Linked DNA regions of Mus musculus: regions 1 and 3 are each linked to region 2. The links are chromatin contacts, called in public HiChIP or PLAC-seq maps. All regions are on one chromosome and are shown on one strand. Each heading gives the region's core, a stretch centred on a gene start, on an enhancer-like site or on the middle of the called end of the contact. The rest is flanking DNA. Distances are from core to core; before and after follow the strand shown.

Region 1 (3,217 bases), core at 423-2,922, 210 kb after region 2:
TTACCAAGGGTGATGGGCATTCAAATGACAATGGTGCATACTCCACCCCAAAATTAATTGAGCTTTAAAATACACATGCTCATAAACACATACTAGAATGCTTTTTTGAAATTAATAAAATCCAAAAGCTAAATCCTAGTGGAAACTGCATAGTTTACAGTATAATTCTTATCTTATCAAAGCCTTTTTATATACAAAACTCCATATGAGAAGAATTAGAATAAATAATAAAATATTAATACATAAAAAGGTTATACAATGTAAACATAGGAATAATGAATCTACAAAGCGTATATCTTCTTTGTAAATTTTGTTGTAAGCTAATGGGTCTTTTTCCTATAGAAGCCACAAAATCCTCTCTGCTAACAAATCCACTACAGAAAAATGATAGAGAAAGTGCATTACACCATGTTTATGAAACTCAGTGTCTAGTTCTTAAAGGAACTTTGTACAGCCTATGTATGCTATATCGAAAGTAATCGAACTGAAAGGCTTTTAAGTTACAGAATGCAAACCATCTCGAGTCATGTCTTTTAAAAATTGCAGCTCAGTGTGGTGGCGCAAGCCTTTTATTCCAGCCCTTGGGAGGCAGAGGCAGGCAGATGTCTGTGAGTTCAAGGCCAATCTGGTCTCCATAGTGAGATTCAGTCCAGCCAGGGCCTTCACGATACAACCTTGTGATTTATGGAAGCACCTGCCTGCTTATTTCCCCTTTTGTTGAGCTAACTCTTCTTTCCTCACTGAGAATTTCCTCTGTGGCCCTGGGCAAAAGCCACAGAACCCAAAAGAGAGACAGCTTTGTTCCAGTGGCGCTTTGAATAGCTAATGAAAGTTGCCTTGAAGCTTCAGCCTGCCTGTGCTGCTTAGATATGAAGATGTACCAGGCCTACCTTGTTCCGAACGTTCTCTATGAAAACTCTGGGGATTATGTATAACAATGAGGTCTGGAAACCTGACAGTGCAGATGCTCTGACCAAGAGATATCAAAAGGAGCTGCTGAGAAACAAAACGACACCTGTTGAGTTTTATCCTCCTTGTTGCTGAAGACAAGTTTGGGTGTCAATGTAAGACTGACCATTAAAAACTCTGGGAAGTGGACTAATTAATAAGATAGCAGCAAATCACAGATTGCTTTCATCAGTAGGTCATTAGGACAATAAGAAGAGAGGAGTGAGCCTAACTTGTGGTCCATTCCTGCTCACAACAAATTCTGAAGCCAAGTATAATAACTACAAGGCTCCTCCGAGGGAAAAATTAGATTTCATATGTTGAGCTTCTTTTGCTTGTAGATGTCCAAATGTTTTAGCTACACATTTTACATCTAATTATTTTGCCCTACATAGAAGTACAGTAACTCCACTTGCCCTGGCCTTGCCAGCAAATGTTTGAGGTGCTTGGGCAGAGTCCTTCTAAAGGTCCCTTTGCCAGGCTGAGTCTTAGGCTGTTGTGGAAGGACGGACGCTGCAGATTCAGGACATTCCTGAGCCAAGACTGCTACACCCTGGTCTCCGTAGCCCTCAAAGTTTTTTATCCTAGAACTGCAGAAGGACAGGACATGAGGGCGGGAGGGACAATGTGCCAGAAGGCTGCCTGCCATGTCCTAGGGTTTCCCGGCAAGACACATCACAGAGTAAAGGCATGTTTGAGGCAAAGCCCATACCCTCCCCCTATCCCCATCCAAGAGCATTGCTAGCTTTCTCTGAAAGCATCAGGGAAACTAACCCCCCTGCAAGGGCCTCTGTACATAGCCACTCAGGAATGGATGTGCCCGGGGCTCTTCTGACTCCCCGACTAAAGGAAATACCAAAGACTAAGCCCTGATTGTGTGCAGAAGACCCCACCTACATCTTGCCTTCACTCCACAGCAACCATTAAAGCCAGGTCACTTCTCAGAGGTATCCATATGCCATATTCTTCTATTCACTGGGTTGTCTTCTGAGGTCCTTGCCAGGGAAGGGCCTCCTACTGAAGCTTCTTTTTTTTTTTTTTTTTTTTTTTTGTCTCAGAGGTAAATGATACACATATTTTCCCTGGGTGGAGACGTGTGCTTACAAAGAAAGTGGAAGATCAAGGACCCTTTTGTTTGGCAGGCAGGGTGTGTGCACTGAGGCAGCACAGGAAACCTAAGCCCACATCACAATCAAGATAACCTCCACAAAAAACACTCCAGCCCATCCAATTATAAAAAGCCTGATTGATTTTTTTTTTTTAAAGTTTCTTTCTCTCTCTCTTTTTTTAACCCTTCTGGAAGTGACTCTTTTCCAGATAACCCTTAGCCCTAGCTTTTCCATACCCTGGAAGAAGAGACATTTCTTTTTCTTGTAATTAATCACTTTATTTGTTTACATTTCAAATGATATCCCCCTTTGGGGTTTACCCTCTGCAAACTCCCCGTGCCGTGCTCCCTCCCCTTTGCCTCTATGAGGGTGCTCCCCCACCCACCCACCCACTCCTGCCTCACTGCCCCAGCATTCCTCTACAATGGGACATCAAGCCTCCACAGGACCAAGGGCCTCCCCTCCCATTGATGCCAGATAAGGCCATCCTGTGCTACATATGTAGCTGGAGCCACAAATCTCCTGATGGGTACTCTTTGGTTGGTGGTTTAGTCCCTGGGAGTCTGGATGGTCAGGTTAGTTGATATTGTTCTTCTTATTGGGTTGCAGTCCTCTTCAGCTCCTTCAGTCCTTCCCTTAGCTCAGAAAGAACCATTTCTAGGAGTAGAAAAAGAAAACCATCTGTGGCCCCCTGGTGTATGGCCCTGTAGAGACACACAGCAGTTACAGGATCGGTCATTGTAGTCATCGGGGCACGAGCTGACGTGCTAGGCCGCTGGGCACCTGCATGGCCAGTATCCAGCTACACCTGAGTCTTTGTTGAGGCCACTCGTGTTTGCTCAAAAGGGCAGGGGAGATTATGGCATTGATGTGTCAGCCTCTAGTATTCAAGACTGGTGTCTTAATTGAACTCCTCTAGCAATCAGATAAGCCCAAAGCTCTTGTCTCCTCTACCACAGGAATAGCAGGAGCTTCCTCTGAGAGTCTGTTAAGATGCCCAACCTCAGGCCCTCAGAAACTGAGGACGAACCTGAATTTCAATCAGGACATTCTATGCATGGTATTCCATGAAACACATACCTGTTCGGGAGGAGAAAAATGGGCTTACAGGAGAGTGCCCTCACCGCTGTTTACCTGGAGCGTTTGCATCATCCAGGACC
Region 2 (3,482 bases), core at 649-3,148:
CAAGTCAAGTTCTGGGTGGTCCATAGTAGGTGTGCTCTACTAGAGCGTGCATGGCTGTCCCAACCTCTGCCCTTCTGTATGTGCCTCTGTGCACTCGTCTTTCCTTAATTTCCAGGCTGTCCTGAGTCAGTTCAAGTCTCGACTGCTGAGGACATGGAAGCATTCTCAGGCACATCTTATCTTTGACCCCCTCTTAATCTCCTAAATAAATGGAGGCTCTGATATTTTAGGATAGACTAGGAATTGCCAAAAGTAAAGAAAAAGTTTTTTAAAATTACATGGGGGGGGGGGGTCAGGTACTTTGAAAAAAGTGAAACACATGACAAAAAATATGTTTGGGATGTCACCAGTTTCACACACAATAAATTAATGAAAATCCCCAAATAACTTTATGATTGGAATATGTACGGCTGGTGAAGTGGCTTGGACAGTGGCACGTGTCAGTGCATCTGCTGATCTGATGGCGATCCCTGAATTAACATGGGATCCACGTTTATAGGGAGTAGCTGGGGGAAGGAGGAGATTCCACGTTTTCAGGGAGTAGCTTACTCTGCCCGTCTCATAGCAAAGCATGTGCTCACCCTAAATGACTACATTTCCAAAGCTTAAGAGACGTAGATTTGGTAGCTACACAAGTGTTGTAAAAGATCTATTTGCGGTAAAATGTCCGCTACACGTGAAACCTGGATGGGTAACTCTTCCTTAATGTGTTTACCTTCCAGGTTTGCAGAAAACTGTAGTAGCATTCTGACTTGCGAGACAGACTGACATGAGTATGTTTGTTGTCGAGGCACGTCCTTTTGATGTGTGATTTTTTTTTTTTTGAGCAAGTTATTAACAGATACGGTAAAGACACCTACTGATTTTGATTGAATCTTCATAATTTCATGAGAATTAGCAGTGGCTATTCAGTTCTTCATCTTCAGTCCCACTTTTAAAGAGCTATCTGATCAATACTACCTGCCTTTCCTTCATTTGTAAGCCTTTCCACAGAAGGCTTATTGAAAGGGAGATATGTTTCCTTTTATTTAAGGAAATGTAACTGTACCATTCAAATGCAATCAAAATACAGGGTCAGCATTTTGGGGTGTCATGGGCTTTCCCTGTGTCTAGCATGACCAAGGAAATCATGTTCTATGGGGAAATGCTTAGTGGATAGATGGGAAGGGAGATAGCCATAGGCTATGCATACCAAGGGGAATTTGGTTGATTTAGATGGAACTAGAGATTCTCATATTTTCTGTTCAGAGGGAAGGGGAATGGGAAGTTTGAGCCTCATAATACAGTGCTTCTGAGGTGTGGCTCCTAGGAGAGAGACTGAAGGGAATGCACGTAAAGATTGATCTTAGCTACCTGAGATGAAATATAACAAGGGATAGAATTTGGGAAGGACTGAGTATTTTGATAATGTTTATTTTTAACTAAAGACCATCAACCTAAAGCAGAAAGAGAAGTCTAAAGTCCAGGAATTACAGAAATGGCAGTTGTTAGGAGCCACCCTCACTCCATTCATTTCTTTACCGTAATGACTACACATTATAACTACAGCCTTCCATGCTTAGGTGGCCAGTGTTCAGGTTAACTCTTAGATAGAGGACAGAAAGTCCTGGCATCCATCTTCGAAATCTGTGATACTACTCAAGTACAGCATAACCTACGGAGGATAATTCTACAGATGCTTTTATATAAATAGGATTTGACAGGTTGAGTGGTAGTGTTATTTCAAGAACTTTTTTTTCATACTTGTTTTAAAACATTCTACTGGTTTCTTTCATTTTACTGTAGGTTCTTGTGTGTGCGCGCACGCCTGCATGCAAAAGTAGTTTTCAAGTAGGCTATTTAGCTTGTGTCTTAGCCAAGCACATTGTGTGAAGAACTTAAAATGCTTAGTCATGTGCATTTTCTTATTGGTATTCCTCTGGTGCCTTCGACCAAGGGCACTGGCATAATACGTAAGTCCAACCAAAGAAACAGGGCTCACTCTGTTTTGACAAGGCATTATTCATGATCGTGAATTTATATAAATGTTAGGAGAATATAAGAATAAAGAGATGCTCTAAGTATGTGAAAAACTGAAACAAGTGTTATTTTTAATGCTAGGATCGTAAGATGTAATTCTAAGCAATCAGATGAAATGAATTATTTCTGCAAAGATAACATCTTAAGTGTATACTTCAGACATACAACATGAAAAATACGGTAGGCTTCCTTTACCTGTTATAAACAACAACAAAAAAAATGGGCTCAGTTATGCCAGGAGGAAAATTGTCTTTTGTAACTTAAAATGCATTGTATTCTGCCATTACTTTCCTAGTGCCTGCATGCCTCTCTCTCTCTCTCTCTCTCTCTCTCTCTCTCTCTCTCTGTGTGTGTGTGTGTGTGTGTGTGTGTCAGAGGAGACAGAGAGGGAGAGAGACTCCTTTAAAAATGAGAAAGCTAGCTTTGCTTTATTTCTGACTTATTGAGAGTAAGCCTACAGCTATTGTACATTATTACTGTCGTCATCATCATCATTTTTATTATTATTATTTTACCATCTCCTTCATTAATGTATTTTCAAGTATGATCTGACCTTACTCCCTTGCTGACAATGTTTTTATTAGCTTAGGGATTCTAGCTTCCAAGTTCTATTTTTCCCCAAAACACAAGTCATAGATTTTATAGTGTAACTATTTGCAACATCAGGAATCGAAGTACTACCGCCAGGATGGTCAAACTTGCAACCTTGTTGAAAAACCCAGAATGCTCCTAAGACAGTGAAATTAGATTCATGCCAGGATGGAGAGGGGTAGCTAAAGTCGTCTGGTCTCAGTCTGTCACTGCCGTAGCTTTACGTTGAGATAAAATGAAGGAGGGTGTGTGATTTGCTTAGTGCGGGTGCCTAGATTCCTTGATGGAGCATGTAGTAACCGGAACACATTTGATTAGTGAGATTTACAATTCTCTTCATCCTTCGTGATAGAGTTCAAGTTTATACTGATGGACAAATGTGAGCTAGTGTGTGAGGGCATGCAGTTCCAGGCTCGGTAACAAGAGGCTTGCCTTTTGTGTCTAACCAGCTTTCCACGGTTCAGGGAAGCAGGACAGCACTGGAGGTCTGGGTTTGTGTGAGAAGCTGTCACTGCCACATCCCAGGCAGAGGTCCAGCCCTGTTTGCAGTTTCTTTCCTCTTCCCTTTCTCCTTTTCTTCCCCTTGCCTCCTGACACAGTCTGCTTTGGCCATGGACAGCAAAGATAACTGCAGTCCTACACAGGAAAAGCTGAGCTAGCTCTGAAACGGTTACTCCTTGCAATTATTTAATTGCTACAACTTCTTACTGCTGGAGCTTCTCCATGGCCGTTGGAAGGCAGACTCGGTAATTTGACTGTCCAACCCATGTCATTCTGTAACTTAGACTTTGGAAGGATAATAAGTAGAATTATAGGCTCTTGTACTGGAATACTTATTATCACAGAAGATGAAAAGACAAAATGAGTTTAAA
Region 3 (3,606 bases), core at 579-3,078, 240 kb after region 2:
ATGAATGAATGACTAAAACGTCGAGGAGTACAGCAATTGAGACAGACACCTAATGTCTTGCCTCCACATGTACCCACATACCTGTACACATATGTGCACACACATGTATATACACAGGGTCTGACATGTACCCACATACCTGTACATATATGTGCACACACATGCATACACACAGATCCTGATGTGTATGCATAAATGCACACTCACAGGGTAACGGGCAACAAAATGCTGGCCAGGCACTGCTTCTTTTAAATAGAAGCCTACCTAGGGGCAGAACAAGGAAGCCAGAGAGAGAATGGGTCATGAGGTGGATCCTGACTGTAACAGTTTCCAAGCTGTGCCTCCCGCCACCTCATAGAAAATTGTAGAAGCCACTTCTCTGTAGGTTACCACAGCATTGCTGCTTTGCACTGCTCCTCAAATGGGCCACTAAGTTCTATAAACATACTGTAATAACATATTTCCTAATTATAATAACCACAATACCATGTTAAAGAATGAGCGTAAAGTAGCTTTTTAAAATTAGATGCCATATTATTCTAGAGAACAAAAACACTTATTCACACCACTTGAGAGTTGTTCATACCACTTAAGCATCTTTATCAGAGTCAGTTTTGGGCATTTTGTGATTTTACTCAGCAAAGACTTACTGAGCGAACGGTCAGGCGCTGTTTTGGATACCGAAAGACATGTGCATCAAGTAAATGATGTGGCGAAAGAGTGACTAGGAAGTACACAGGAAACAGTCATGCTTAAACTCCTATCAACTTTGAGTAGAAATGTAATTGAAGACTTAGCTCTTACATTTTTATTTAAAATCACCCTTAGTCACTGCTTATGCTATGCAGCATATAATTCTGTTTAATAACGTCAGTCCTCCTCGTGCTGCCTGCTGGCTTCAGAGCCCCAGCCCCTGACTCAGTTTGTTTGCAGTCATACCGAGGATGAGGCACCAGGTCACCATGAAAGCCCCCAACCCTGAAGCTTGCAACCAACATCAAGGAATCCAATAGGAAGGCATCCTGTTCTCCCAAGAGCCATTAGGACTCTTCTCCTGTCTCTTCACAAAGATGTTGCCGTGGCTCAAGCCAGGCCTGGTGTTGCTAGAAAACAGCTCACTCAGGTAGATGAAGTTGGTCGCAGTGGAGCACTTCTGCCATTGAAGGGCTCTGCATTGTTGTAATGCCTGGGCATCTTTAGGTGAGTTGTTGTGTTTCCATCAGCGCCTCATAATGTGCTCATTGTCCTCTGTCCTGAGAACGACTGAAAGGTTGACACATTTAAATTTGTCATGAATCAGATGGAAAGTATCAGGAAAATGACGGTGTCAGTGTTGCAAATGGAGCTTTAGCAGGACAAATACTGTGTGTCCCTGAGTAATGTGTAAAATACCGTGGTGGGCATATTTACACAAATATCCACAGTGTCTCAAAACATGTTCAGATACATATACACAAACATAACACATATATACACACACTCTCACACACACACAGAGACACTTAAAACACATTCAGATATATATACACAAACATCACACACATACACACACACACACACACAAATCAGACCTATGTCTGTCTGGATGCTTTTAAACAGAACTCTAACCCCAAGGGCAAGGCACCAAATCCTCAGAAAGAATACATTTGCATTCTTCAAAATTGCAATGCAGTTCCAGCTTTATTACTGACATCATTGGTTACTGAGAAGGGAGGCAAACTGGGCAGTGCAGAAGAAGTCCTTCAGCCCCTGGGCCAGGCCTGTGCACTTGCCATTCCGGCCCATGCTCCAGGATGAAGCGCCTGTGTGTAATGTGCTGCATTCGCTCATTCTGCACAGCGAACACTTACAAGTGGCAGGGAATGAGAATGCACTGTGGCAAGCTCGCTCAATAGGAGCTTGTTGTTAAGTTTCCAGAGAGGTATGAAAGAGACAGGAAATGGGCCCAGCAGCCTCAGCCAGGAGGGCCTCATTGAAAACCAGTTCACAGGCTCAGATACAATAGAAGCTTTTGGAAACCGGGCAGGATCTCTGAGAATGGCACTGTGGATGGAATCAGCCTGCCCTGGGCCTCACTGCCTGTGGTGAGAGGTCTAGGCCCCCCTGCCCTGCTCTGCCACCTTGCCCCTCACCCTTACCTCCCTCCCATTCCTCTCTTTGGCTCTACTTGCTGGGGCCATTAGGCTAAAGATTGGGCTCTGCCTTAGGCCTCTAGTCTGTCTTCTATGTGCAGAACTCTCCAGCACCCGGGGTTCAATCTTGCTCAAGAGATATGTCATGGGTGCAATACCATCCTCTAAATTCCTATGATGAAGTCTTAACTGCTAGACTCACAATGTGTAGAAACAGTTTCCAAGCAGGTGATTAAAGATAAACTGACACCCCTGGGTTGAGGCCCTCACCCCACAGGACGGACTTGCAAGACTGTATGCAGACACTGGGAATCCAGTCACTTGCAAATTGAGGAAAGAGGCCTCTGAAGGAGGAAAACCTCCCAGCACTTTGACCTTGGGCCCCAGTTTCCAGACCAGTGGGAAAATTTGTGTTAGGTTGTGAATGGCATTCAGGAGCTAGCATTTTATCACCACAGCCTAAGCTGGGATAGGATCTTCAGTGAGCAGCCATGATGGTGATGGTATGGTGTGTAGCTGGAGAGAGGTTTTTCAGAGCTTGCATTATCTGCCTGATGCTTTGCAGAGGTCTCTTTGGGCAGTGTGAGGATGAAAGTCTTCAGCTGTGGTGGAACTCTGTAGGAAGCTACAGAGCTGTGCTCTGAAGGATCAAGGTAGAGTGAACTGTGGTTGTGATATCTTTTCTAGGAAGGCCAAAGAGGGGCCGGTCTAGCAGGCCCAACACTTTTCCACATAGATGTGGTTTCCTGAAGATTCATGAAGTATAAAATTAAAATGCAATATGCAGGTCAATATAGATCTATTTATCAACTTTATAAAATTTGAAAATGAATATAAAGGTTCTATAAAATGAGATTTGAAAATGGGCAGTTTTATAGTTTTCCATGTATATACATATATATTTGTGTGTCTTTGTGCATGTATGTAAATGATCCTGATACATGGGCATGCCCAGCAATAGAAGTAAACTGATTTCTAGAAACTAATGGTCATTTCATCACTTAAAATCACTTAAAATTTAAAATTTTGAATTTTGCATTAAAACATATTATTTTACTCAAACAAGTTCTAGAGTGGGCAAAACTTACTAGCACCTAGAGGCTTGCGTTCTAGTGTGTGGATCAGAGCATAGGTGCTGGTGGGAAATTTAGAATCCCAGGCCCTTACTCCATGCCTCAGACACCATGGTCTGCATTCTAACCAGACCCCAAAATGAGAGCTGTGCATGTGATTGCCATCGTCACCGACTCTATCAGAAACACCTTTCAGACGCCACACCCAGTTTATTCCAGGAACCAAACAAAAGCATTCAGATGTCACTCTGACTGGGCCGTGTTAAATGTGCCTGACATTCTATTGCTGTGTTGTGCCAGAATAAAATATTAGGATTATTTTATTTTTATAGACTCAGAGTGTTTCTTAAGTGATAAAATGTCTGAATTTGAGAAGCCAGGTGTCCCATGAAATTCATATT

The links. HiChIP or PLAC-seq counts read pairs in DNA pulled down with a chosen protein or histone mark.
Region 1: a contact with region 2 is called in an H3K27ac HiChIP or PLAC-seq map of neural progenitor cells, with 4 times the contacts expected there. The contact joins two enhancer-like sites. A contact is called at or near these places in 1 of 484 Hi-C or Micro-C datasets (bone marrow-derived macrophages), 1 of 115 datasets of contacts at active chromatin or transcription factors (neural progenitor cells) and 2 of 9 other capture datasets (embryonic stem cells and liver).
Region 3: a contact with region 2 is called in an H3K27ac HiChIP or PLAC-seq map of oligodendrocyte precursor cells, with 5 times the contacts expected there. The contact joins two enhancer-like sites. A contact is called at or near these places in 1 of 484 Hi-C or Micro-C datasets (forebrain), 5 of 115 datasets of contacts at active chromatin or transcription factors (astrocytes, embryonic basal ganglia, neural progenitor cells and 1 more) and 2 of 9 other capture datasets (adipose tissue and liver).

The regions. Positions count from the first base shown.
Region 1 is chr15:30,660,184-30,663,400 of GRCm38.p6, forward strand. The region is part of intron 7 of Ctnnd2 (catenin (cadherin associated protein), delta 2); the gene reads left to right. Among named protein-coding and RNA genes, the nearest start is that of Gm31841, 21 kb to the right of the region's middle. Within about 2 kb of position 1,673, at least 35 of the 459 cell types and tissues checked have an H3K27ac peak or open chromatin away from gene starts, as enhancers often do. A contact at or near this core is called in neural progenitor cells, where this site is marked.
Region 2 is chr15:30,449,058-30,452,539 of GRCm38.p6, forward strand. All of the region lies in intron 2 of Ctnnd2 (catenin (cadherin associated protein), delta 2), which reads left to right. Among named protein-coding and RNA genes, the nearest start is that of Gm41284, 52 kb to the right of the region's middle. Within about 2 kb of position 1,899, at least 28 of the 459 cell types and tissues checked have an H3K27ac peak or open chromatin away from gene starts, as enhancers often do. A contact at or near this core is called in embryonic basal ganglia, neural progenitor cells and oligodendrocyte precursor cells, where this site is marked.
Region 3 is chr15:30,692,028-30,695,633 of GRCm38.p6, forward strand. The region is part of intron 9 of Ctnnd2 (catenin (cadherin associated protein), delta 2); the gene reads left to right. Gm41283 (a long non-coding RNA gene) reads left to right here. Exons shown (of 2, transcript XR_875095.2): 1 at 1-3,606. Among named protein-coding and RNA genes, the nearest start is that of Gm41283, 10 kb to the left of the region's middle. Within about 2 kb of position 1,829, at least 58 of the 459 cell types and tissues checked have an H3K27ac peak or open chromatin away from gene starts, as enhancers often do. A contact at or near this core is called in embryonic basal ganglia, neural progenitor cells and oligodendrocyte precursor cells, where this site is marked.